2 separate regions of the Gossypium arboreum genome follow, and region 1 is linked to region 2. The links are chromatin contacts, called in public Hi-C maps. All regions are on one chromosome and are shown on one strand. The core of a region is the stretch at or near the end of the contact, and the rest is flanking DNA. Distances in the headings are between cores, read along the strand shown. Region 1 has its middle 43 kb from the start of LOC128290928. Region 2 has its middle 180 kb from the start of LOC108482421.

The links. A called contact is a pair of places that touch in the nucleus more often than the background predicts.
Region 1: a contact with region 2 is called in a Hi-C map of leaf, with 2.1 times the contacts expected there. The contact joins two enhancer-like sites. A contact is called at or near these places in 2 of 5 Hi-C or Micro-C datasets (both in leaf).

The regions. Positions count from the first base shown.
Region 1 is chr3:46,318,131-46,324,222 of ASM2569848v2, reverse strand. No RefSeq gene overlaps it. Among protein-coding and RNA genes, the nearest start is that of LOC128290928, 43 kb to the right of the region's middle. Within about 2 kb of position 1,977, at least 2 of the 2 cell types and tissues checked have an H3K27ac peak or open chromatin away from gene starts, as enhancers often do. A contact at or near this core is called in leaf, where this site is marked.
Region 2 is chr3:46,025,076-46,031,107 of ASM2569848v2, reverse strand. It overlaps the pseudogene LOC108471192. Among protein-coding and RNA genes, the nearest start is that of LOC108482421, 180 kb to the right of the region's middle. Within about 2 kb of position 2,342, at least 2 of the 2 cell types and tissues checked have an H3K27ac peak or open chromatin away from gene starts, as enhancers often do. A contact at or near this core is called in leaf, where this site is marked.

The DNA.
Region 1 (6,092 bases), core at 728-3,227, 290 kb before region 2:
TTGACGTTGAATTTGTTGGATTTTGTAGAATTAAGGCCAAAATGACAAAATATATAAACATTGAAGGCTAAATTTATTATTATATCAATAAAATACATGCACAATTAATGGAAGACATTAACGTCATGATTAATTATGCTTAGCTGCTCACTTTCAAAATTGGCAGGGATTAAATTGCTTCATTTTTTTAGAGGGACTAATTTGCTAAATTTGGAAATCAAGAGGGACTAGAGAAATTATTTTATCAAAATATAAAATTAAAAAATAAAAATACTTAATTCTTTTAAAAGATATTAAAAATTTTAATATTTTTAAAATTTTAATATTTTTAAAATTTTATAAATCACATTTAATAGAGCTTGAACACGAAACCATTGTCTCTTGAAATATATTAGCTACGATAATTAATCTTTTAGGTGATAAATTAATTTTTATTATTTAAATAATTTGAGAAAAATTCTATCAATTATAAATTCATTGAATTATAAAACAATTATCGTAAGTGGTATCCTTCCAAGAGACGATTACATCATGTTCAAACTCTAATAAATGTTATTTATAAAATTTTAAAAATATTAAAATATTAATATTTTAAAGTTTTCAGTATCTTTTATTATTTTTATATTTTTAATATTATTTAATTTTTAAATAATATTATTTAATTTTTATAAACTTTTATTTTTAAGATTTTTAAGGATTTTCAAATGATATTGTGATAACACCATCATATGGCACATGGTAGCATATGATGGATTAAATGTCTCAAGATAATATTGATAACATTAAAGATGGGTTTGGATATGTGGTGTATTTATCTGTGGTTAGTGTAAAAATAGCGGTACCGATGAGAATAGATATTGTAGTGTGAGACAAAAAGCAAACTAAATATACCGCATCACACTCAATTATCTATCCAAACTCACCTAAGTAATTTGGCTAAAAAACTTTAAGGATAAAATGGGAAGAGCGATATCCCTAAAATGTGCATTAAACCTTTCTTTTAAAAAAAATGTTTAATAAATAAACTAGTGTATAAATACATATATTTCAAAACTGCAAATGCCTCTATATTTATGACTTTCAGAAGGGAAAAGGACATAGTTGTTATGTTTTCCAGGTAAAAGCCAAAAGGACAATGTATCACTCGGGCTCCAACTGTTCAAACACCATCAATTATTGTAGTAGTAAAACAGTGGCAGGTAGAAATACTTTTGCAGTATATTTCGAGAATATTGATATCATCATGCATTTATGTGTTTGTGTATATTATATATTTATATAGAGAGAGATAAGGCTATTGGCTGATCATCATCAGCAAAATCAGCAGCAATTCTGGGATATGATCTCTGCCCAAAATCAAAGCTGTCACTGAGCTTTCTTGTTTTCTTCTGCTAAGTTCTACCACTTTCGTCTCTGCGTTGTATCTGCAAGTGTGGTCCCTGCTTTTGCACGTGTATACACCAACTATTGCAATTTGCATGGATCCCTCTAAAGGCAGAAGAAAGAGGTTTCGGTGTGAACTGGCAATCAATGTTTTTAAACATTAAACATAGGATGCTTGGGGTTGCCCCCATTTCTTTTGTCTTGGTGTCGTGCTGTCCAACGCGTCGGCTAAATACCTAGTATATAGTAATATACATTACGATACCATTATGAATGAGATCGTTGTTCGGTATGATCTTTGTTCAACTTAATAACACTGAATTTATACATTACGTCACAGCATGATAATTTAGTAAATGTACAGGGATTTGTTTTACCCTCATATCTTCACTCAAGCGTCAGCAAAACCAATCCTTCATCACGTGATGATGGATGCCCATGTCCATAAATGCTTGGTCATGTGCATTTAAGCTTGACCATTAAATTTAAGGATATAACGCTCCATAAATGGACTAATTCAATGCGAAGTCTCAAAGAGTTTAAAAGCTCATTGCCTTCATAAAGGTCTAAATTTATGAAACAGGAGGGCGTGTGTTGGAACTAAGAAATTTGACAGAAACTTGAGCTAGAAGGTTCGATGTCTTGCTGAGGAAAACATTCAAAATCAGCTTAAGAACTTAAGTAAAAAAAAAAAAAAACTTGAGAATGAAGAAGAATTTTTGAAAGATTTCATTACAAATGAATTGTGGCTAGAATTTTTGAAAGATTTCATTACAAATGAATTGTGGCATAAAGCCATTACATATACCAGTCAATAAGCTAGTCAAAATAAGCAAATGTCACCTAAACATTTACCTAACACACTAAGTAACCTAGTAAATTGATAAACATAACTTGCACACATAGTAAAGCTGATTTATCAATCCATCAGCATCTAATTACATCAAATATGTTACCAATTTAGTTCAAATCTAACTAAGTAACCAAATATTTCCTTGAAGAACAAAATAAGCAGTATAGGCTCTAGCTGCAACATGCATGGCTCGGGCTATATGGTCTGCTCCTTGTGCTACTCCCTGTCTTGCATGGAAGCCAACTTCAACACTCCTCATTGGCTTGCATGCTACAAACTCCCAACTTTGCCCTCAGATCTTTGAACCTTGACACAGAAAGAGGCTTTGTCAAGATGTCAGCTAATTGATCTTCAGAATTGCAATGAATCAGTTTAACTTCTTGAGATTGTTCCATTTCTCTAATAAAATGAAACTTTATCTTGAAATGCTTTGTTCTCCCATGGAACACTGGATTCTTTACAATTGCAACAACAGATTGGTTATCACATTTGATCTCTATTACTTCCCTTTAGTGTAGATTCAAATCTGCCATGATTTTTCTTAGCCAAAATAACTTGGTTAACAGCTCATGCAGCTGCCACATACTCTACCTCAGCTGTCAATTGAGCAACAACACTTTGCTTCTTTGAAATCCAACAAAAAATAGTTGAACCAAGGTAAACAGATACCCTGAAATACTTTTCATATCATCTATCGATCTAGCCCAATCACTATCAGCATAACCAAGAAGCTTCATGCTATCAACCTTGGTGAACATGATTCCAAAACTCAGTGTACCTCTGATATACCTGAGAATTCTTTTAGCAACTTGAAAATGACTTGCATTGCAACAATGCATGAACCTAGATAGGAGACCTACAGCAAACATGATGTCTGGTCCTGTGGCTGTCAAATAGAGCAAACATCCTATCAAGCTTCTATAGGTTGATTCATTCACCTTTTCGAAATCACCTTGGCTTGATAGTTTTTTCCGATAGCAACTGGTGTGTGATAGCCCTAATTTGACCCTACTCAAAAAGTGGTTTCGGGACCACAAAATCGAGTCACAAAAATAATTAAATGTTATATTATATGTCTATTACAAGTGAAATTGCATGTGTGAGAATTTCATGCTTTGATTTTGTCATTTGGATGTGAAATTGTTAAAAAGGACTTGTGTGATAAAAATTAAAAATGTGATAGGTAGAATTTAGAGGGCCGAATAATGCATGGTATATTACAAGGAGGACTTGCATGTCAAATGGACCACTATTAAATTAGTGGACAGCAATGATGATAAATGATAAGTAATATATGTATTTTGTATTAGTAAAATAATAACTTAATGGATATTATATTCATTCCAAATTAGTATTATAATATTTAATGATTTTATAAGAGGAAATATATAATTAATAAAAGTAAATAGGTGATGAAAACAAAGTTTTCATCCATTCTTTCTTTCATTTGCCGAAATCTAAAGAACAAGGTAAAACAAAAGGCTCTTTGATATTCGGCATTGGTGAATCTAATTGGAGGTATGTTTGATTTTATTTCTTGATAATTTATGTGAAATTGAGTTAATTGCTAAGCTCTTTTCATAGCCCATGACTCAATTTTTGTTATTGGTTTGAAGTGATGCATTCGGCTATGGGTTGTTTGAGTGTCTTTGAAGGTGTTTGATGTTTTTGGTATTAAATGTGATGATAGATGAGTTGAGCTTGATGAATAAGGATAGTTGTGGTTAGATAGATAGATGGTAATCGGCTATTATAGTATAATGAAAGAATTGTACATGGTAGTTTAAAATAAGGCTTGAATGGGAGATATAATTGCCGAATGATCAAATAGTTAATGAATTAAATAAGTGTTTAAAATGTTATTCGGGTATTGGTGTTAAGTTGTAAAAATTCTTGTTAATTGTTGGAAGTATGTGTTTATTTGTTAAATTAGCTTATTCCATGGTCGAATGTAATATTTGGTCAAGGAATGGTTTAATTGAATAAATAAAAGATGAGAGCATTCGGTCATGGTGTTATGTGCTCGCATGAAATGTATATGTATGAGAGTTTTAATAGGAATTTCGTGTATTATGAAAGATGATGTATATATTTAATCATAGGATGGTCTTGGTAACCTTAGAAAAGAATGCATGAAAATTAAATAGGTTGCTCTCATGGCCGAATATGCTAAAAGCTAATACATAGACTAGTTGATAAATATGTGTTAAAGAAATGTGAACAAATATCTATTTGATTGGTATTCGGCTATAGTTAATTGTATAATTAATTGACCGATTGTGAAGTAGTGAATCTATTTAAATTGTGAGTGCATGAATTGATTTTAAGGTGGCCAAAATTGTTTAAATGAAATATTTGTAAAGATGCATAGTGCCGAATGTGTTCATGAATGAATGAGTTATGTGGGTTGTTTAAATGAAAGAAATGGATAAGTTAAGGTATAATTGAGTGTTTGAATGTGAATTACAAAATACATGAATTTAAAAATGAAATGGTGATAGACTTAAGTGGACAAATGATGCGAATGAATTAGCTTTTGAAATGTATATGGTTGCCATACGTATGTGTTTGATTGAGAAGTTAAATTTGTTGATTTTAGCTCAAGAGCATAGAGAACCAAGGTTGGACAGGGGAAAAGAGAAAGTAGTTGAATAGCCGATCCGAGACTGCTTGAAAATATTCGAGGTAAGTTTTAAGTAGTTAAACATAAATAATATTCGATAATGACATGACATATTATGAGAATCAAGTATTACTTGTAATGTATGTATATGGCCGAATGGAAAATATAATATGGAAGTACAATGTGATATGCTTTTATGATCAAATGATAAGTGTTAGATGAATATGAGTGAGATGTTATGTGTAAACTATCAAATGATAAGTGTGAATGATGAAATGAAATAAAAGTGAATAAAATGTAGGATGATATATTCGAATGATGCTAGTACCTAATTTGGTGTGATTATGTTATATGAACCTTGTTGATATGAATATCGTACGGTACTATTCGGGCCTTTGAGCCTAGCAGGCTATGATGCCGGTGAGATACTATTCGGGCCTTTGAGCCTAGCAGGCTATAATGCTGGTGAGATACTATTCGGGCTTTTGAGCCTAGCAGGCTATAATGCCGGTGAGATACTATTCGGGCCTTCGAGCCTAGCAGGCGAAATGCCAGTGGATGAATTCGGGTTTAAAACCTAGTAGGCTAAATGTCGGTGATTTGATAAAAGTCTAAGACTAAGATACCTCGTGTTAGAACGACAAATGAATACATTCAATACGTTAAGTTGGCCAGGTACGTATTATGTACTTATATGTGAGTTTGATTTGAATTGAATCATAAGTGTATAATGTGATACATATGTGAATAAACGTTATAACTATATCTATGATCATGATACATTCGGTCAAGGTGTGAAAGTATGTGAAAGTATTTGATTTATTTATGTTATATGAATTCAGATTAAGTGAAATAAGAATGCTAAATGTGCATTATATGCTTGTGTATATTCGGCCATATGGCAATATACCTAGAAAATGGCCTCTTGAGAAATTGAATGATCGAAGTATAATTGAGTTTATTTGTTTGCATTGCTTAAAACTTACTAAGCTTATGAAAGCTTACTCCGTTTGTTACGTTTCTCTGTTTTATAGATTGTTGACTCTAGTCACCTGCTCGAGGGGATCATCAGCAACTCGTCACACTATTTATCATTTTGGTACTACTATGTTTTGGAGGTAGTATGGCATGTATAGAATAGACTTAAGTGAATGATATTTTGAGATGTTGTTGTATATAAGCCATGTGAATATGGCAACTTTTGAATGTCGGTATAAGTCTGAATTTTGATCT
Region 2 (6,032 bases), core at 1,093-3,592:
TCCCTAAGTTCTAACGGGAATTTTACTATCTCTATTCTCATCACATTTTCTCATTTCCATAAGTCAAGCAATTCATGCTATAATAATTTCGTTACAATTCAAACACATATATCATCATGAAGTTGTATTATTTACATACAACTTACATCGGATTACAAAATGTGGCAACTAGTCGATTTAGTCGATTTGTTTGGCTTTCGCTCGGTCTAGGTTTGAATTCAGTATTTCTTGATCTATAATAGCAAAATACACTTATTTAATCACTAAATAAAATTAGGCAATCGAAATTTCACTTCTTTGGTAAAATGACCATTTTGCCCCTAGACCTTGACAAAATGACAATTTTACCCTTAGGCTCGAAAATCAATTTTTATCTAATTTTTTTATTTCTCAAGACTAACCAAACCTCTTTGACTCTTATAGCAACTCCAAATTCTGACTATTTTATATATTTATTATCTATTTTACAACTTATGCACATTAGTCCTTTTAGGTGTTTTCATGCTAACACCTATCACAAAAATTGTTTATCAGACACCCAAGACTCATTTTCTTCCATAAAAACTCAGCAAACATCTCAAATCCTTTCATGACAAAACCCTAGACTCTTAATCATTTTGCAAAATAGTACCCCCATTTGAAAGCTTATGCTTCAAGGATCTTAAAAGTACAAAAATATTTAAGAAAAGTCATTAGGATCACTAACTTATGAAGGCTTAAAGTTGCTTAAATTTCAAGCTCTTAAACCCCATTATTTTTTGAAAATTTCGGTGGAGGAAGAAGATGAAAAGGGATGATATCATCCTTCTTTTATCTATTTCTATTTTAGTCAAAATAAGCCACCTAACCCACCAAATTTTAAAATTTTGTCTTCTCTTTGACTCTATGGCCACCTATGCTCCTTTAAAAGGGTCTAATTGCCCTTTAAAATCCCTCAAATTTTATTCTCTAATAAAATAACACCTTTAGCTATCAAATTAGGACTTTTACATATTATGCAATTTAGTCCTTTTTCGCAATTGGGCTCATAAACGTTAAAATTAACTCACCAAATTTTTCATGCACTAATATAAACATGCTAAGACCCTATATTATTAATAAAATAATTTCTTTGACTTCGGATTTGTGGTCTCGAGACCACTATTCCGACTAGCCCCAAAATCGAGTTGTTACATGTATGGCCAATTAACAAACTTATTCAACATATTTGGCTAATTTAACTTTAAAATAATGCTAAATTTTGGAGTTTAAAATGTTATCAATAAGTACTTTTCCACTTAAACGCAAAAGTAAATATCTAAATGTTTTTAGTTTTTTAGTAAAATTATTATCATTATTTTAAATTATTTAAATATTATTTAATTTAATTAATTTTTTAGTTTCAGATATCATGTTTAAAAGATTGTTTTAATCTTCCACTATATATATATATATATATATATATATATATTGTATAATCATAAGTATCTTCCTCTATATACAACTTAAGTCTAATTCTACTCGAGTCAAAATAATATTCAAATAAAATCTTTTCAATAATGCTAACTTTAGTATTCGAATTCGGTTTTCGTGCCCAGAGAGAAAGTCCACCAACACTTTTTCCAATCATTTATTGGTTTTCCACCACAATTTTTTATTGTAATACTGCGATTATCTCTCCATTTTCACCGTATTTTCTCACTGTACTTGTCTTCCAAACCAATTTTCTTAAAAACGTTTCTCAACGGCAACAACAACATTAAATTGATGCTAAGATGGTTTTGGAGACCATTTCCAAGAGCAAGGCAAGGCCCGAGTTTGTATGGGATAGTAGTAACTTATGAAGACCTATGTTTTTTAAGATGAGCGAGGGATGCACCACATAAATGCTTCTCTTACTAGACAAGGGATAAAGAAAAGAACAAGGTAGAGGAAGATTCATTAAAGCAATATTGGTTTCATATCTTCTTTAATTAGTCCAGCCTCTGGTCAAATTTTCTTCTGCCATGATTGTTGGCATAAATTGACAATAAAGCCTAGAATCATAGCATATATATGCATGTGTATGTATTCAGCTTCAAACACCATGGAAGTAGAAGAGCAAAATGCCAAAGAATCAAGCGAAATGAATTTGACTGCATTTTGCAGGATCCTTGTTTTGGATAATTGGATTGCATTTAGGTTTTAGCAGGATTCTACCATGTAATAGCAGAACCCTAAAATGGAGCCTACAAAAAAGCAGTTACCAAACATTGTGAAATACTTCAGTACTAGTTTTATACCGTAGTTGTTCGGGTCATGAAGTTACATATCTCCAACCCAAATACCAAGGAAGTAGATGAAAGGCTGAAGTCAGTGCGAGAGGGACGGCAGGGAAGGGATGTGAATGGAGCTTTAGTACACTGAAAAGTCTATGGATTTGACAAGTTGGGTTTATTTACGTTTTCTTCGTATTAGTTTTTTATTGTATAAGCTTACAAAAAACTGATGTGTTATCCATCTTGAAACAGACGGATCAGAAACCGAAGAGAGGCTTAATGTAAAGATGAGAGATCAAAATTCATAGTAAATGGATTGTATGGTCTTTTGAAAAAGACCCACCACTTTCCTCCTACACCCAACTTGAATGATAATCAGCACCAAGGGAAAGTAAATCCAAGAGGCACAGTAAAGAAATAGCCAATGGGGGGCCAGGGGCAGCAACAAGTCAAGTAACTGTGCATACGGGGGTGGCTGATTTTGTTTGAGATCTTCTTTCACTGATTGGGGAAAAGAGAGACAGCTTTACTAACATGGAAGAATTGTTCGTACCCGATAGTTTATGTTACACAGCTTCTCTGCTACTGTGTTTAAAGTCTATTATCTTTTCTCCCTCCCTCTCTCTCTCTCTATATATATATTTATATATATTTGTATATCTGAGCAAAGAGGAACAAGCGAGTGTACCTATCCGCCACGTGCGTAGACCCTCCATGGTGCTGTTCCAAACAAGCAAAGCAGGCCCAACGGTTCATGGTCCTTCCGACACCCTAAAACAAAGGCTTGTGTGTTGTGCCCATTGCTTCCTTCCTTTCCGATGTATAACTTTCAGAATGGATATGGCATACTATACAATATATGACAGGGATACGTGCTAGAACCTTATTAAGAAAGAAACCAAACATAAGGAAACGCAAGGTGAGGTTAATAATTGGCGAAATTATGCACCAAAACAACAGCCTTGACAAACCAAAAGACCAGTTGATATGGGTCGATGTTCATCTTCCCTCTGCAAGGAAATGTGGGGTCAAAACTAATAAAACTGCTCTCCTACGCCTAGACAGCATGGTGCTGTGATACTTTATTAAAGATAATTGGCTAACTGAAAGCTAAGCCTTCTTAACCGTTCTCCATGGAGAAATGAATGAAATTTTAGCTGTAGAATAATGGATTCTAAACCTAGCCAAACAATTAACCATTCTTTTCTCTGCAAACGTTTAAGGTTTCCCTTCCACAAGGCATCACATCAGTTTATAACCTATGAACAGATATTGCCCATAAAAGGGGCAATTAGGCAATTATCGCTGAGGCCCTCAACTGTTGTAGTACAGAGTGGTTAGTCCTCATGGAACATTGATTGCCACTTCCAACATTCACCTAGCAATCTTGGTAAACTTAAGTGATTAAATTGTATGAATTTTGCTTCTATTATCGACCAAGCCAGTATGAAGCAATACGATGTCTATTTCAACAATACAAAGATTCTACTGAAACAAGAAAGAACACTGATCCAAACACTCCAAAGAGAAATGGCAAATTTTCATGGAGGCCAAGTCAGTTATATTAATGGCAGAAAGCTTTAAAGACAACATATAGCATGACAGCTTATGTTATTATAAGTTTTATACAGTATCTAGTTGTTTATTAACACTCAAAATGTCATGGCTGGTTGTTCAAATTCAACTTTCTGAAATGCCTTGTGTTAAAGACATTGCAACCATCATATGGCAAGGCGCCAAGGTACGGAGTTCTGCAACTGCAAAATCAACAGCTAAAACGATTTCGAGATGATTGTTGATTGTGCAGTTGCAAAACTCCGTACCTTGGTGTTTTTACTGAATACGAACAAGGCCAAGAGAAGAGGGGACAACTAAACTGTGAACATTGATCTTCCATTGGAGGGTAACAACCACAGGCAAGTCCTGATTTGTTATTATCGTATTAAGCATGATCTTGTAGACTTCAGAAATAATTAGCAGCACCTTCAATCCATTTCACCCTATTCACAAAATGTATTTTAGCTACGTTGCTTCCTTGTAATCCCTCAAGTCTAAGTATCATCATAGCAGAGCATTCTAGCATTTCCAGCAGGCTATATTCCTCAAGTTGACAAATTAAAGCATAAGCCACCTTACCACAAACAGATTCAACGCTATTGAAATATATAATTGAAAGAACTGCAATGGTATGAGTCAAAATTCCAAGCAATGATAAAATGAAGAAGCAGAAACCAAACAATTAGCCATACTGATCTCTAAGCTCACACTTTTTATGGCCTGGAAAACCAACGATGTGTTAATAGCTAGCTTCAACCATATTAACAACATCATTAAATAAAGATCAAGTATCAGTGGAATTTAGAGAGACGGGGAATAAAAAGAGATAAGGAAATGATCAAAGTAGAATTTTGAGAACCCTCTGAGACTCAAAACCATTGTATTTATAAAACATAGAGCAGTAAATATTACAAATCTGGCACGCCATTGAAACAAATTAAAAACTTCAGGCTCCTAAATAGTAACTGCATTTCAATATGCTTCTCCTTCGGAACCAAAGTAAACCACCATTTCAATCTCATTTTGGATTTCAAATTCCAAGGGACCTAGGACATATTAGGCTGAGCAATCTCTACAAGATACAAGAGTGATAGACAGTGTACCATATACAAAGTAAAAAGAGCACATACCAGCAAATGACTGAAATATCTTTAAATTGCACATGGCTGCTTAAAATTAAAGTCACTATGTTACAAATACACATTCTTCAATGGGAAACCTAGTAAATATCAACAATTGCTCAAAAGGAACAGATGAAATCTAGAAAAAGGAAAAAGCTATCTTTTATGAACTCTTTGCAGTCGCATCTCAATCAATCTAGCATTCAATTCTCCATCGCTAATCTTTAACATCTTTGACAATGGCAATTTGAACCCATATTCCACTAAAGCTCTATGCCTCGGCTTAATTTTTTTCTCTAAACTAAACGAAAAATACTGAGGAAATCTTTTCAATTCCTCCAAGTCACCTTCCATTTCCTCCAAGAAAAACTCAGCTTTAGAACTCATATTATTCTCCACACTCAAAGTCAACAGCCCGGGTGATCCCACCACCATCCGGTTCACCTCCGGCTCGTCAAAACCCAGAGATTGAAGGAAGTTAATTTTCGGTTTCAAGGTGTTTTCCACGTCGGAAACTAAGAGAAGGGTAGTATGGGAATTCAGGACGAGGCCGAGGGAAGTGAGGAAACGGAGAGTTGGGCGGAGTTGGGTGGGGACGGAGGAGACTAAGAGGCGAGGGCAACGGGTGAGGGAGAGAGGGAGGTGAGGGAAAGGGAGGGGGACTTCGTGGAGGAGGAAGTTAATGGGAGGGAGAGGGTTTGAGGTAAGGAGGAGGGGGCACATGTCCAAGATACGGCCGATGGAAGGGCGAGAGAGGCCGACCGAAGTGAGGGAGCGTTCGAGGGAAAGGAGAGAGGAAAGTGGGGTGGAACGGAGGGAAGGGTTAAGTTGAGAGCTTTGTGGGGATTGATGTTTAAGGATTGGAGGTACAGGAGCTTTTGGCGGAAAAGAAGACCGTCTTCTTTGGGTACTTTGGGTATGGGTGGGGTGGTGGCCGGATGGAGTTGGAATCTGCAAGCTTGCATTTTTACTTTTCCTGGTATGAAGGATGACGAAGGGACGGAGATTTTAAAATTAATATTTTGTAATATTAATGTTGGATTTTAAAATTTTTATTTAATAATATTAAAAATTAATTGTTTTTATTTCAGTTAATTGAATTTATATTATAAATTTT